Regions from separate parts of the Mus musculus genome. Here region 1 is linked to region 2. Evidence: chromatin contacts called from public promoter capture Hi-C data. All regions are on one chromosome and are shown on one strand. Each heading gives the region's core, a stretch centred on a gene start, on an enhancer-like site or on the middle of the called end of the contact. The rest is flanking DNA. Distances are from core to core; before and after follow the strand shown.

The links. Promoter capture Hi-C pulls out the DNA fragments that hold promoters and counts their contacts.
Region 1: a contact with region 2 is called in a promoter capture Hi-C map of pre-B cells, with 4 times the contacts expected there. The contact joins the promoter of Adarb1 here to the promoter of Specc1l in region 2. A contact is called at or near these places in 2 of 39 promoter capture datasets (liver and pre-B cells).

The regions. Positions count from the first base shown.
Region 1 is chr10:77,412,594-77,419,734 of GRCm38.p6, reverse strand. Adarb1 (adenosine deaminase, RNA-specific, B1) reads left to right here and starts at 1,462. Exons shown (of 11, transcript NM_001024837.2): 1 at 1,462-1,640. It overlaps Gm17769 (predicted gene, 17769), which reads right to left and starts at 1,359. Exons shown (of 1, transcript NR_027377.1): 1 at 1-1,359.
Region 2 is chr10:75,209,339-75,216,055 of GRCm38.p6, reverse strand. Specc1l (sperm antigen with calponin homology and coiled-coil domains 1-like) reads right to left here and starts at 3,983. Exons shown (of 16, transcript NM_153406.3): 1 at 3,837-3,983.

The sequences.
Region 1 (7,141 bases), core at 213-2,712, 2.2 Mb before region 2:
CAGAGTTCTGTTTTTGCTGTAACAATCCACAATGAACCAAAGATCTATCAAAGCGACCATCTCAGATGAGCATACTTCCTTTGTCCAGATCTCTGTCTCTCATATGTACTTGTGTCAGATCAGCATCTTCAATTCAGTCAATGAGTCACAGGAACACAGGTGATGTGCACAGGGGATGAAAAGGCTGGAACTTGCTCTCTTGTGGCCAAACCACAGCCATTATGAGAAGCAACGAGAGCTAGCTTACTAACAGTAGGTAACACATGACATAAGGGAGTGAGGTCATCTATGAAGCAGAGATGAACCAAACCAGCTGAACACTGCATAAAAGCTGCTATTCATCAGACTTACAAACCATGACTTTAAGTTACTAAGTTCTGGGGTAGTGTGATACCTAGAAACAGACACATTTGTCCTTGTGCACATACTTGTATGTGAAGCTTGACATCCTGGTAGGTGTTCCAAGAGTGATGATCTCTACTTACTTGCCAACAAGTGCACCCGTAGGCACTGCCTGGTGCCCACCTTTTAGGCAGGCTGAAGAATTCATTGAGTGGCTAGCTGGTCCAAAGGACATGTTTTTGTGATGGAAGCAGATGTGGACCGGCTACAACACTACTCCTGTGGTCAGTTCATGCTTCCGATTCTGGACCTCTCCAGGCCCCGTTCTGGGCATAGCACCCCAGGTTAAGACAATCTGGCGAGGAACCACACAAGTTGTTGACCACATCTTGGATGCTCGACACAGTACTTTACCTACCTGCACTTGTCTTTTACTAGACCTTTTTCTTTTTAAACAAACGTGGAAACAGACAATGCAAGCACAAGACACATCTGGTATGCCTAAGAGGTGGCAGAGCCTGAACTTGACCCTGGGGTCTAGGTTAAAAACCGGCCATCATTTCTAGTGACCACCAGTAGACACCCTGCTTCACAAAATCATGTCCCTGCTCCTCTCCCTACTTATTTTCAAGGTCTACGGAGGTGGGTGTCAGTGGCCAGGGCCAGCTCTCAAAACTGGACGAAGGCCCAGGGACGATTCTTGCGGGATGCCAGGGTACCACGTACGGGGTGTAGTAGGTCTTCAAGCGGCGGTCACAGTCGCACTTCAGTGGCTTCGCTCTGATTTTCCCTGCCCCATTCCCAGATCCCACAGGATCTCTAGGATCCTTGGTCCCACCTGTCCCCTTAGGTCCCATCCGAGGCTCCTGCCCGCGAGTTCGAGAACCCCGCCCCCGTCGATCTTCTCGGTGCGTGTCGGAGGCTCCCTTCCGCTTCGAGTCTCCCTAGCGACGCACGACCTGTTTTGGTTCTAACCGCTAACCCTCGCAGTTCCCGCCGCCGCGAGCGAGTCCGGACGTCGGCTCCGGGCAGGAGGCGCGCACGTCAGCGTGGAGCGCTGGCTCCACCCCTGCAAGCGAGCACGCGCGCGCGGCTGCGGCGGCTGGGGCGGGGCGAGCCGAGGGGGCGGAGCCGCCGGCGCCGAGGCTAGAGGCAGAGGCTGAGGCAGCGGCTGAGGCTGAGGTGGCTGAGGCTGAGGCGGCGGCGAGGGGCTCCTAGCTGGGGCCGCGGGGCTAGCCGAGGCCGCCGCAGCGCCCAGAGCCAGACGCCGGCAGCCCGCGGGCGCAGCGTGAGCGGAGGTAAGGCGGCGGGGACGCGGGCGGCCGCGTTTATGTAAGCGCGGGGCAGGTGGCTGAGGCCGCGCAGCGCCGGCGGCCGCGGACCTGACCACCGACCCCAGACCCTATGGTGCGGGGCCCGGGCCCGCGGCGAGCTGCGGGGTCCCTGGCGCATCCCGGGCGGCGCGCGGAGGGCGGGCCGCGGTCCTCTTGGATGCGCTGCGCTGCAGGAGGAGGCTGCGCCCAGGACGGCTCGTCCGCTCCTGGAGGCGCCGCGTCCGCGTGGGATGCGCTGCGCCGCGGCGAGCCGACCGTGCGCCTCTCGGACAGGAGGTTGTGCCCGCGGAGAGGACCCTGTACTCCAGGGAGGGGACCTGTGCCCATCAGAGAGGAGACTGCGCCCGGGGAGGGGAATGGTGTACCGGGCGGAGGGGACCTGTGCTCCGGGGAGGGGACCCTGTACCCCGGGAAGGGACCTTTACCCAGCACAGGGGACACTGCACACCGGGAGGGGGACCTTGTGCCCTGCAGAAGGAAAGCTGCGTCCGGGGATGGGGACCCTGTATCCTAGAGAGGGGACCTGTGCCCTGCAAAAGGAAAGCTGCGCCCTGAGAAGAGACACCCTGTGTCACTCTGAATCTGTGTCCGGGGATGGGGACCCTGTGCCCTGCAGAAGGGACCATGTGCTTGGTAGAGGAAAGGTTGAGCTCTGTATTCTGCAGAAGGGACCAGTGCCTAGCAGAAGGGAGGCTAAGCTCAGGCTGGGGGGTGGGAACCCTGTGCTCTGAGGAGAGGAAGCTGCACCAGGGGATGGGGACTTTGTGCCCTGCAGAAGGGACCATGTGCTCCGCAGAGGCGAGACGGCGCCCAGAGGAAGGGCACAGGGAGGGAACCCTGTGCCCTGCAGAGTATACTCTGAACTCCGAGGAGGGAGACCCTAACCCTATATCCCACAGAGGGAAAGCTACGCCCAGTGAGAGCATCTTGTGTCCTGCAAAGGAGACACTGCGCTCCCACGGGGTGGACACCGTAACCTAGGTGAGGCAGGCTGCTTTTTTGGTGGTCCATGCCCCTTCCGAGGGCTCAGAGCCCACATGGGCGCCGAGCGCCTGGGAGACGAAGTTCCGAGTACCCAGCGCGAGTACCCAGCGCGTCTGCTGTTTGTGGGAGCCATCTGGGACATTAGGGGTTGGAGGTGAATTTTGACGCGCACACATAGGCAAGAGGAAAATCACTGTGTGGTGTCTGTGTGCAAGGGAAATGTCAGATGGGGCTGTGGACGCTAGACTAGTGGCGCCGGAGTCGCCTTTGGAGGACCAGAAAAGTGTTCCGTTCGGGATTTATGAGGGGGATATCCGCACTGGAGTGTCTGGTTGGAGGTCAGTGTTTTCACCTAGCAGGTTTGGGTTACTTCTGATGAGGGCATCCTTTTTTTTTTTCTTTTTTTGAAAATCATTTATTGTATTCCATTCTGGAAGTATAACGAAAAGAAGCCCGATAGCAAACTTGGTCTTTTTACTGGTAGGTGCGGTAATTAAGATGATCAAACATTAGTTTTTACTGAGAATAGGAATAATGTATTAACCCTCTTTGTTCCTTTGAAAGGAAGCTGCATTTTTCCAAACCTGTTTTTGTCTCAAGACAAAACTGTTTGTAAAAGCCAGCTGTTTTTGTTTTTTGTTTTTTCTTTCTCCGGGGATGGATGAAACTTCTTTACCCTTCTTCCTTGAGACAGTTCCCTGGAGGGAAAGAGAGAAAAAAAAGGAGGCAGAAGGTAGGTTGGGACAGCTCCTTTTGGAATGAGAGAATTAATGGTCCCTTGGTACAGGATCCTCCAAGGGGCAGATTCACAGCATGGGCCTCCACAACAGGAGCTTGATAAATAGTGGATGAGACACACTGGGCTGGGTGCTGTGATCCCACAGTGGTGGGGAGGTGGAGTCCACAGGCTTTGAAAGGAATGTGTTCTCCATGCCTGTTAGATGTCAAGGGGTTTCAGAAACTGGGCACACTCAGCTACTTCCACGTCAGCTGTGACGCTCCAGTTGGAAGGAGCAAAGGAGACCTTTCTGCAAGGACATTGTTGAAGAGAGAAACTGATGACGCGTATCTTCCATGATGTGTCCATTCAGTCATTGCTGGTAGGCCCAGACAGGAAGATTAGCTACCAAGAAATAACATCATCCTGAAAGCACATCTTGGCTCATAGGCAAATTCACTTCTTTGTAAGTTTATGTGCCGTAAAGCATTTAAACTGCTTTAGAATTTTTTGGAATAAAAAAAATCCTTTAAACCCATCTTGTCCAGTGAGTGAACAGTCTCTAACTGGTCACGTGCTAGACCTCCCCTCTGGAGCTACAGCGCTGACCTCCACAGCACAGTACAAGAACCTACTGACAGTTTGCCTTCTTAATCACTTTAAGAGTTAGCGTTTAAAGATAAAATTGTATTTACCAAAGTGGAAAAATTTTGCTTGTAGGTTTAAAAAACGTAAGTGTGTACATAATACATCCAGGAAGACAAGCAATGCATGTGTATATAATACATCCAAAAGGTCTGTACCCTACTGCTCAGTTATCTAAGATGTTATTGTGTATGGCTTGTACATTGTCTCAGTAGTGGTGGTGTGTGTGTGTGTATAGTTGTGGTATATTTCAATATAGTTTTTTTTTTCTTGGTACTTTGGAGTGAACCAAGAGCCTAGGACATTCGAGGCAACTCACTAAGCTGCCCCAGGCTGGCCTTGAACTCAATCTATATGCAGCCCAGGGAGACCTCAAATTTTCAGTCCTCCTGCCTTAGGCTCCCCAGTATCTGGAATTATGGACCCGTGCCATTAGGCTCAGCTTTTAAAATATAGTGCTTTGAAGTTTTCCTTAACAGTGTAACAGCAGGATTCTTATTTATACAAGGGGCACAAGGAAGACCTGCTCATAAGTTTTAATCCAAAATTCCTTTATCAGTAAGTTGTATTTAAGAACTGGATTTTAGTGCCTTGAGTGCTGTGATTAGCCATGTAAATACAAAGGACCAGAGAATGCTGTTTAAATAGCTAGGAGGTTTTCTAGAGGCAACTTCTGAAGATTATAGTCAGTGAAGTTATGCATTCATTAGGGAAGTGGTCAAGGTTAGGATGAAGGCTCAGAGAGTCAGTTTTCTGTGTTACTTTCTAACATACGAATTTCCAAGTCCATAATTTGCTGTAGGGGAAATGGTTATGCCTAAAAACCTTTTATTTAATATGTTCCTAGTATGTGAAGGAAGACAAATAACTAGCAATAATTTCACTTAAAAATTATTCACTAAATCAGTGGTGCTCAACCTTCCTAATGCTGCGACCCTTTAATACAGTTCCTCATGTTGAGGTGACCTCCACCTGTAAGATTAGTCCCATGGCTACTTCATAACTTTAATTTTGCTTCTGTTATGAATCATAATGTAGATGTATGATACGGAGACTATCTAATATCTGACCCCCATGAAGGGGGTATACCCCCAAGAGGTCATGACCTCATGAGGTCAAGAACTTTTGCACTAGATTAAGATTCCTTATTCCTTGGTGAGTGTCTTTCTTGAGGTATGCCTTTTGTTTGGAGCGTGGATGAAGAAGATGCAGAGAGATTTACCTTGCCTTCCGTTGCAATTAGGATCATTAATATCAAGTTGTTGTTGCTTGCTTTTAAACAATTTGATAATACCGCCTGCTGTTCTTCCCAGTGTTTTTACTTATGTGGCGCTCTAGGAACATCTATGCCAGTGACTTTGGTTTCAGGCATGATGGGTTGAGTTCAGATGAAGCAGGAAGGGAATGAAAGTAGCTCTAGATCAGTGATTTTCAAACCTGGTGCTGTTTTCTTTCTCATCAGTGGTGCCCGTGTTCCAGGTTCTGTCCTGGTGAGTCTGGTGAGGTTCTGCCCACTTGAGGTTCTCAGTATGGGAACAGTGGCAGGGTGAGCAAGACACTAATGTCTGTGCACCCTGAAGGGCAAAGGAAGAAAGGCTAGGTGGAAGCAGACCGAATAGCTGACCAAGGAGTGTGGGGTACAGCCTGATGCAGCCTTCCAGGAAGAGGAGACTCTGGGGTAAAGGCCTTGACATGTGTTGTTAGCATCAGGGAGCCATTGTGGCCAGGGAGGGAGAGAGAGAGGCAGGAAATGAGGCTGGAGAGATGGGGAGGGCTGCTTCTTGCTGGAGTGTAGAAGCTGTGGTGAGGGATTTAAATTTTAATCCTAGAATGATGGGCGGTCTTAGGAGGGCTAGCCTGCCTGCTCTTCTCCCTCCCCCTTTCCCTTCTAGAGAGTTTTGAACAGGGCAGGGAAGGATGTGATCTGGTTTATCTTTCAACAGGATCATTCTGGCTTGTGGGTTTTCAGGAGCTTGTCATGTGCTAGGCTGTTCCAGGTGACTGTATGTTTGTCAGTTCAACCAGTAGACAGCCTAAAAGGTAAACGTTATTACTGTTCGGTTTTCTTATTAATTTATCTTATTTTTATGTATATATGGAGTGTAGGCGATGTAGAGATCAGAGGACAGCTTCTCAGATCGTCAGCCCTGAGTGCCAGTGTCTCTACCTGCTGAGCCATCTCTGGAGTCTGTTACTGTTATTCCCATGTTATAGATGGGGGTTGTCAAAGCAGGGAACTGTGAGGTGCTCTTTCAAGGTCACACAGTCAGACAGATCCTCTCTATAGCATGCCACACTCAGCCCCCTCACTCCAATACTGCAGGCAGGAGTGCCGGTGGAGGCCAGGGAGGAAGCCCTGTTAGAAGCCTGATCATTAGGCTGGGGCCCCAGCAAGGGGAAGAGGTGGATTCATCACTGTGTAAGATGCTTTCTCTGTGAGGTGCACCATTTTTTTTTTTTATTAATATACCTGACAGAGGAAGATGTGCCAATTAGAGAAGGGCAACCCTTTCTTACCACTTAGTGTTCATTTACACTCACTGAAAGGACCGACTTGGAGTGTAGATTATAGTGGTGCTTTTGTGCTTTCAAAAAAAAAAAAAAAAAGGATACTGAAGTAATACACCACAGCATGCTGCTTAGAGCTGAGTCTTCTGACTTTTAGCATGAGGTAGCACCATATTGGTAGAGTAGGAAGCCTGGGGAAGGTTGTGTGTTTAGGGTAGGGATTAGGACTTGAGATCTGGAAAATGAATCCTGAGACCTTGCCTAGTAATCGTACCACATGCTTGCCTGGGTGTGGTGTTAAACTCTTAGCTGTGTAGTTCTTCTGTGCTTCATTTCTTTATCCTTAGTTCAAGGAGAATAGAATTTGTGTCTTGTGTATCCGTGGTGGTGGCACATGCCTTCAATTCCAGAATGAAGGAGGCAGTTTGGTGCCCGAGAGAAGTACATAATGAGATCCTGTCTCAAAAACAACAACTGAGAGAGAGAGGGGGTGGGAGGGAGAGAGAGAGGGAGAGAGAGAGAGAGAGAGAGAGAGAGGAAGAAAGAAGGAAAAGGGCATTGAGTCGATACACTGAGCTAATATAGAGGCCCTAGAATAGTACCTGACTAG
Region 2 (6,717 bases), core at 2,734-5,233:
GCCAAAATTTGTTATCAGATTCAATAGCCAGTGACAAGGATGAGATAGTATCTCAATGAACTTTTAATTTGCGCTTCCCATATTACTAGGGATGTTGAACATTAAGCTACATCCCAAGACCAACTTGATCACCATGTTGTTTCAAATCCATCAACTGAGGGAAAAAACAAGAACAAAAAGCAAAAAGCAAACCTTCTGAGCCAATGGGAGTTTTCTCTTTTTACACTGCAGCTAGTCTATTCAGCACTAACAATTCCAACAACAGGAATGTCCTTTAGCATTATTTTGTTGTCATATGCACACAATTCCAGAGACCTGTCAATCTCTACCAGTGGGTGCTCTATACACTTGACACATATAAACAGGCAGGTACACACATAAAAGACTCCTGGTATTTTATATCATGTAAGAAGTACACATACGGATCTTTGTGAACATGTATAGTATGTATGTGTGCATTCTTGAGCACATGTGAAGGCCTGAAGACTACTTGGGTGCCAGTCCTTCCATCTTGAGACAGGGTCTCCTGTTTGCTGCTGCATACTACAAGCTAGCGGGCCAGCAAGCTTCTAGGCATCCTCCTGTCTTCTCCGACCTCCCCATTACAGCAGAGCAATTACAGGCATATGTACCGTGTCAGCTTTGTGAGAGTTCTGGAGATACAAACTCTAGTCCTCATATCTGTGCATCACGCTCTTCCTTTCTTCACTTACCCGCTGAGCCTCAGCCCAAGAACTACATTTTAAGGATAATCATAACAGGAATTTTCTTTCTTTTTTTTTTTTTTTTTTTTTTTGGCTTTTGAGACAGGGTCTCTCTATGCAGTCTGGAACCCCATGTGCCACCAAGCCAGGCAGCTGTATTTGAATCTTTTTAAAAGCAACAGCCTAGAAATTTTGTCTTAGCCTCACTAACAGTAACAACAAAACAAGACTTTAGGCTCTTTACTTCTAAACTCACAGTAAATATGCTCTCTTGTATTTACATTTGCAATGACCATAAATCATCATTTGGTATCACCATCATAAATGATGTTTAATCTTTTTTTAATAGAGCCTACCTACCTACATTGCTACAACTGGCCTCAAACTACTACACATAAGCAATCTTTCTCAACCTCCAATACAACTTAAACTACAAACTTGTAAAAATCATGTCTAACTAGATGCTGAAATATGAAACTTATTTATGTGTATGAGTGTTTTGCATGAATGTATATATGTACACTACATGCATGCTTGCTGCCCTATAGAAGGTGCTGGGTCCCCTGTATCTACAGTTACAGACGGTTGTGAGGCACTATGTATGTGGGTGCTGGGGACCAAACTCAGGTCCTTCATAAGAGCAACAAATGTACTTAGCTGCTAAGCCAACTCTTCAGCCCCTAGCACCAAGAAAATGAATGGTTTTTGTTTTGTTTTAGAAATGACAGTCCTTTAAATTTAATACCTTCAGTATCATCAAAACTCCCAACATTGTCCTAGTTTTTATGACATAAACACCTACTCAAATTCTTTTACCCTAGGGTATCTCAGATTTAATCATCTCAGACATACTATACAGCCTGCCTCATCACCCAAATTTTTGAGAAGGAAACTACAATATCATCGTTGGCTAAAAACTGTAGATAAGGATTCTTTAATATTGAAATAGCTCCTGAAGCTCCTCTGTGTGCAAGCACAGAATGGAGAAACAGGTCCAGAAAAGCTTACTTTCCCAAAGCCATGAGGCCAAAAAGAAAAGGAAACTCTCTCAACCCCTTACACTGTCATCATTCCTCTATCAAGGTGAGATGTCTGCAGTAATACTTTGTGCAAGCTAGACATGTGATTTAAATAGACATACAGTTATTCAGCAAGTCCTGTATATAAGAAAACTCGACCCTCATAGGAATTTTGACCTTTTTCGATACCTGAGTCATCTGAACAATGAGCTCTGTCAAGTCAGTCAGAAAGCCAATTTCTACTTCACAAGTCACATGTCAAGAAAACAAGATGTAGGTACACACCCTGAGCAAATTTCACTTTAGCTATAATTACTCTCCTCTCTGCATCTGACACTGATATTTTGAATGATACAAAGACACCTTCATACTGCTTTTCTATGGTACAAAAAAAAAAATCACTTTCTTGCTGAAAATGTCAAGAAGATTCCTACATACCTGGGATATACACAGACAAGCATACAAAGCATTCTCAAGCTATCTAAAATTTCAAAAGGTTAGGACACTATTTGGTGTACACTAGATCCAAAGGGAAAATGAGACATTTTTAAAAGGGGGAAAAAGGGAAGGGGGCATCAGCTCTTTCTCAATAGGAAAGAAAATGTAACGAGACCAACATACTTTTTTCTCCATATCCCCTTCTATATTGGTTGGATATTTTGAGACATTACTTCAATTTTTATCAAGCTGGGGAGTAGATATAGCTTAGCTATAAAACACTTATCTAGCCATATTCCATGCCCTTAATACCAAAGATGGGAGAGTGAAGTTATCCATATACGACTCAACCCTCAAGTACACTTCCATCGTCAATTGCTTATATTATCCCAGTACAAGGAAAGGACAAGAGAAAAAAAAAAAAAAGAGTCTGTACAGAATTCAGCACAGGCGTATTGCTTTTCAAACTCTTTCCATTCCTGACATATTGAAAGAGGACCAACCGAACGGTGCCTTTAATGCCTATGCAACAACGCTGGTGCCTCATTCCAAACCTTTAGATAGAACTGTTGTTGCCTGTAGTCCACAGCTGATTTCACCTCAAGATTTAGCTTCCTGAATGACAAGAAGCCTTCCTGGGCTCCGCGATTTGTTTTTTGTTTTGTTTTTGTTTGTAGTTTGAGACAAGGCCTTACTCTGCAGCCCAGTTGGAGCTCATCCAGCCTTGGCCTCGGGATTACAGGTGTAGGCCAAACTTTACGATTCTCTGTCATGACAGTCAAAGGGTGCCCCCTCACCCCGCCGCACTTTAGGACTGATCTTCAAGAGAGTGAAAACAAAAACAAAAACAAAACAAAAAACAAACAACAAAAAAACCCAAAACAAAACAAAACAAAAAATCAAGGATGCCTGCATTTGAATGATCACAGAAATTTTTGTTTGGTTTTAGGCGGCTAAGCCCACCAGAAACCGATTTCTTTTCTAGTGTTCTCTGGGGTATCGCCACCATCTATCTATCTCTCTCTCTCTCTATCTCTCTCTCTCTCTCTCTCACACACACACACACACACACACACACACACACACACACACAAGCCTCTAATGAAAATGCACACACACACACACACGCCTCTAATGAAAATGCAGCATTTCTTCAACAACACACAGAAACATCCACATCCAATCTGACATAATTAGCCAAGTCTCAAGAATAAAGAACACTGCCAGCTTCCAACAGCCAGGTCCTAACACTGCAGGGCGCAGCCTTCGGGGGACCTCCGCTCCTGCTCCCCACCCTCAATGCACCAGATGGGGAGGCAACCTGTCCCAGCCCAGGGCAAGGAACTAGGATGAATGCCCGGTCTCTCCCGACACCACAGGGAACACAAGCACCAGGGTCGCACCCAGCCTCTCCGCAGGGATGAGACCCCCAGCCAGCTGGGTACCACGCCAGCCTGGGTTCCCGGGGGATCTGCGGGGCAAGCTGTGAGGTCCGCCCGGGCAGGAGACGGCGCAGGCGCGGGATGGCTGGGGATGGGGGGGGTGACGAGGGGGGACAGCGCAGGCGCGGGGCCGCCAGGGTCTGCGGGGCCGCCCGGGCCTGGCCGCGCGGGCGGCGCTGAGGAGACGAACGTGCCCGCGGCACAAGCGGAGAAGACCCTGCCCCGGCTCTTACCGCGCGGCACCGCCTCGCTCACTCGCTGGCTCCGGGCTGGGGCCGGGCGGCGAGCTCGCCCGGTGGCGCGGCCCGGTCCGTTGAGTCCGGCCTCAGGGCAACAGCCAACCCCACGGCGCCGCTCCCTCGGCCCGCCCTGTCTCCCTTGCGGCTCCCGCCCTCCGCCCGCCCCTTATCCACCGGTGCCGCCCCCTTCTACTCCCCGCGCATGTGCCGTGATCGGCGCCTCCCTGGGCTGCTACTGCGCAGGCGCCAGCTGTCACACCTCCTCTTCGCGCTGAGTTCTGGACCGCGCACGCGCTGTGCTAGTCGGCGGTGCAACTAGATAACTGCAGTCTTTTGTGCTGGAAGTGCTCCTAGTCTCTCGTTTTTCCTCCAAGGCAAATAGGTCCGCTCTGGTTGAAATGTATGTTTACAGTGTGCTGAACCCGACAGTTGAGAAAAATGCACATGCCAGGCACCCATTATGTTCCCAGCACATGAGCAACACCGGTCCCTACTCCACCCATTAAAGGGAACAAGATCACTAGCATTATAAAGTTAAAGAGTTCTATAAGCTTATGTAATTCCTGTGTAGTTTTTATTTTACTTTTTAAATTTGTAAATGGCTCTATTACTATAATAAAAGCACCATGACCAAAAGCAACCTGGGGAGGAAAGGGTTTATTTGGCTTACAACTCCCAGGTCACACACCATCACTGAGAGAAGTCAGGGCAGGAACTCAAAGGAACCTGAAGGCAGGAACTGAAGCAGAGAAGCTTTGGAGAAACACAGATTGTTGGTTTGCTCCTCATGCCTTGCTCAGCCTGCTTTCTTATATCATCCAGGATCCCCTAGGGGGTCACACCACATCCTGGTGAGCCTGGCCTCTCCCACATCAATCATTAACCAAGAAAATGCCCTATAGATTTGTATATAGGCAATCTAACAAAGACATTTTCTCAACTGAAGTTCCTCTTCCCAGATAATGGTAACTTAGATCAAACTGACAAGACCTAGCCGGAACATTATTCTTTGATGTTTTCTTTTTAAGAATTTAATCTCTGATTCACTGGGCATAGTGGAACATGCTTTTAATATCAGCACTCAGGAGGCAAAGATGGATCATCTCTGTGAGTACCAGGCCAACGTGGTCTATATAGCCAATTCCAGGCCAGCCATTGCCACATGGTGAGACCCTGTCTCAAATAAATTAGCAAATAGATAAATAAATAAATAAATAAATAAATTTAAAGATTTTGTATATGGATATTTATGTATATGAGTACACCGTTGTTGTCTTCAGACACACCAGAAGAGGATGTCAGATCTCATTATACATGGTTGTGAACCACCATGTGTACACAGGTTGCTGGGAGCTGAACTCAGGAGCTCTGGAAGAAGCCAGTGCTCCTAACCATCTCTCCAGCCCCCCCCTAAATAAATAAATAAATATCTCTGAATGCATTTCTAAGAAAATTTACATGCCTCAAAATTCAAAAATCACCATTTCAACATATTCAGTACCCTACAATTCCTCACATAGTTTCCACTCCTCAATATCAATATCCCTTGACATCATTTATGAACAGAAGCAAATATTTAAATTACGATATGCACTATTTTACTACCTCAATACACAGATGGCATCACACTGTACCTCTTGATCTTTAATTCTTCCTTCTTAACCAGCAGAGCCACAATACATTAGTACATTGAGCCAAAAAAAAAAAAACAAAAACAAAACCTGGCTTTGAACCTTGGATGCATTACATAATAGTCCCTTTGCTTTCTGGTTTACCCACTACAAAACATATGCTGTTATAAATTTTTATGGAGGTCAAATAGGATTAGCACTTAAACAGGCCTTACCACGTTATCCAGAACCCTGGACTTCCATTGCGTAGCAAATATAAATAAGTGGGTATTAATTCTCCATCTGTTTAGGTATTTGTAGTTCAAAATCAACTCAACCATTTCAATCCAAATACCACCCAGGTGGTAATTTTTTGAGGCCAAAGTTGAGGTTCAAAAAGGTATGTCATGCCAGGTGGTAGTGGCTCACACCTTTAATCCCAGCACTTGGGAGGCAGAGGAAGGCGGATTTCTGAGTTCGAGGCCAGCCTGGTCTACCAAGTGAGTTCCAGGACAGCCAGGGCTACACAGAGAAACCCTGTCTCAAAAAAAAAAAAAAAAAAAAAAAAAAAAAAAAAAAAAAACCAAAACAAAAAACAAAAAAATCAGGTGCATTTCAAACCATTTTCTATAGTTCCTAGAATTGTTTAAAAAAAAAAAGATTCAAAGGTCAATGATAATCTAAGGACCTTTCCTCTGCCAATTCCTCCCTCTAGCAATAATTTCCTCATGCTAGCCACTGCTCCTCTTCTCTCTCCCTCTCCCTCCCTCTCTCTCTCTCTCTCTCTCTCTCTCTCTCTCTCTCTCTCTCTCTCTCTCTTTCTCTCTCTCTCTCTCTTTTACTTTATGAATATGACTACACTATCCCTATCTTCAGACACACCAGAAGAGGGCATCAGATCTCATTACAGATGGTTGTGAGCTACCATGTGGTTGCTGGGAATTAAACTCAGTACCTCTGGAAGAGCAGAGAATGCTCTCAACTGCTGAGCCAACTCTCTAGGCCCAGAGTTAACTTTTTAAATGAACTTGCTCATAGCAGATTGCTAAATCATTCTACATTGGTTTTGTAGTTCAGCCTATTAGACTTTTAAATCTTTTCATGGCAAATATCAATTTTAGTGTATCTTTTAACAAAATTCTTACCCATCTAGCTATATCTCCAGTCTTCTCCTCTCTCTATCCAGCTAGGCAGGCAATCCTCCCCAGGTCTGGCCTCAGCCTTTAACCCACCTTCTATCCCTCTATCAAACCTTTCCTTGCTCT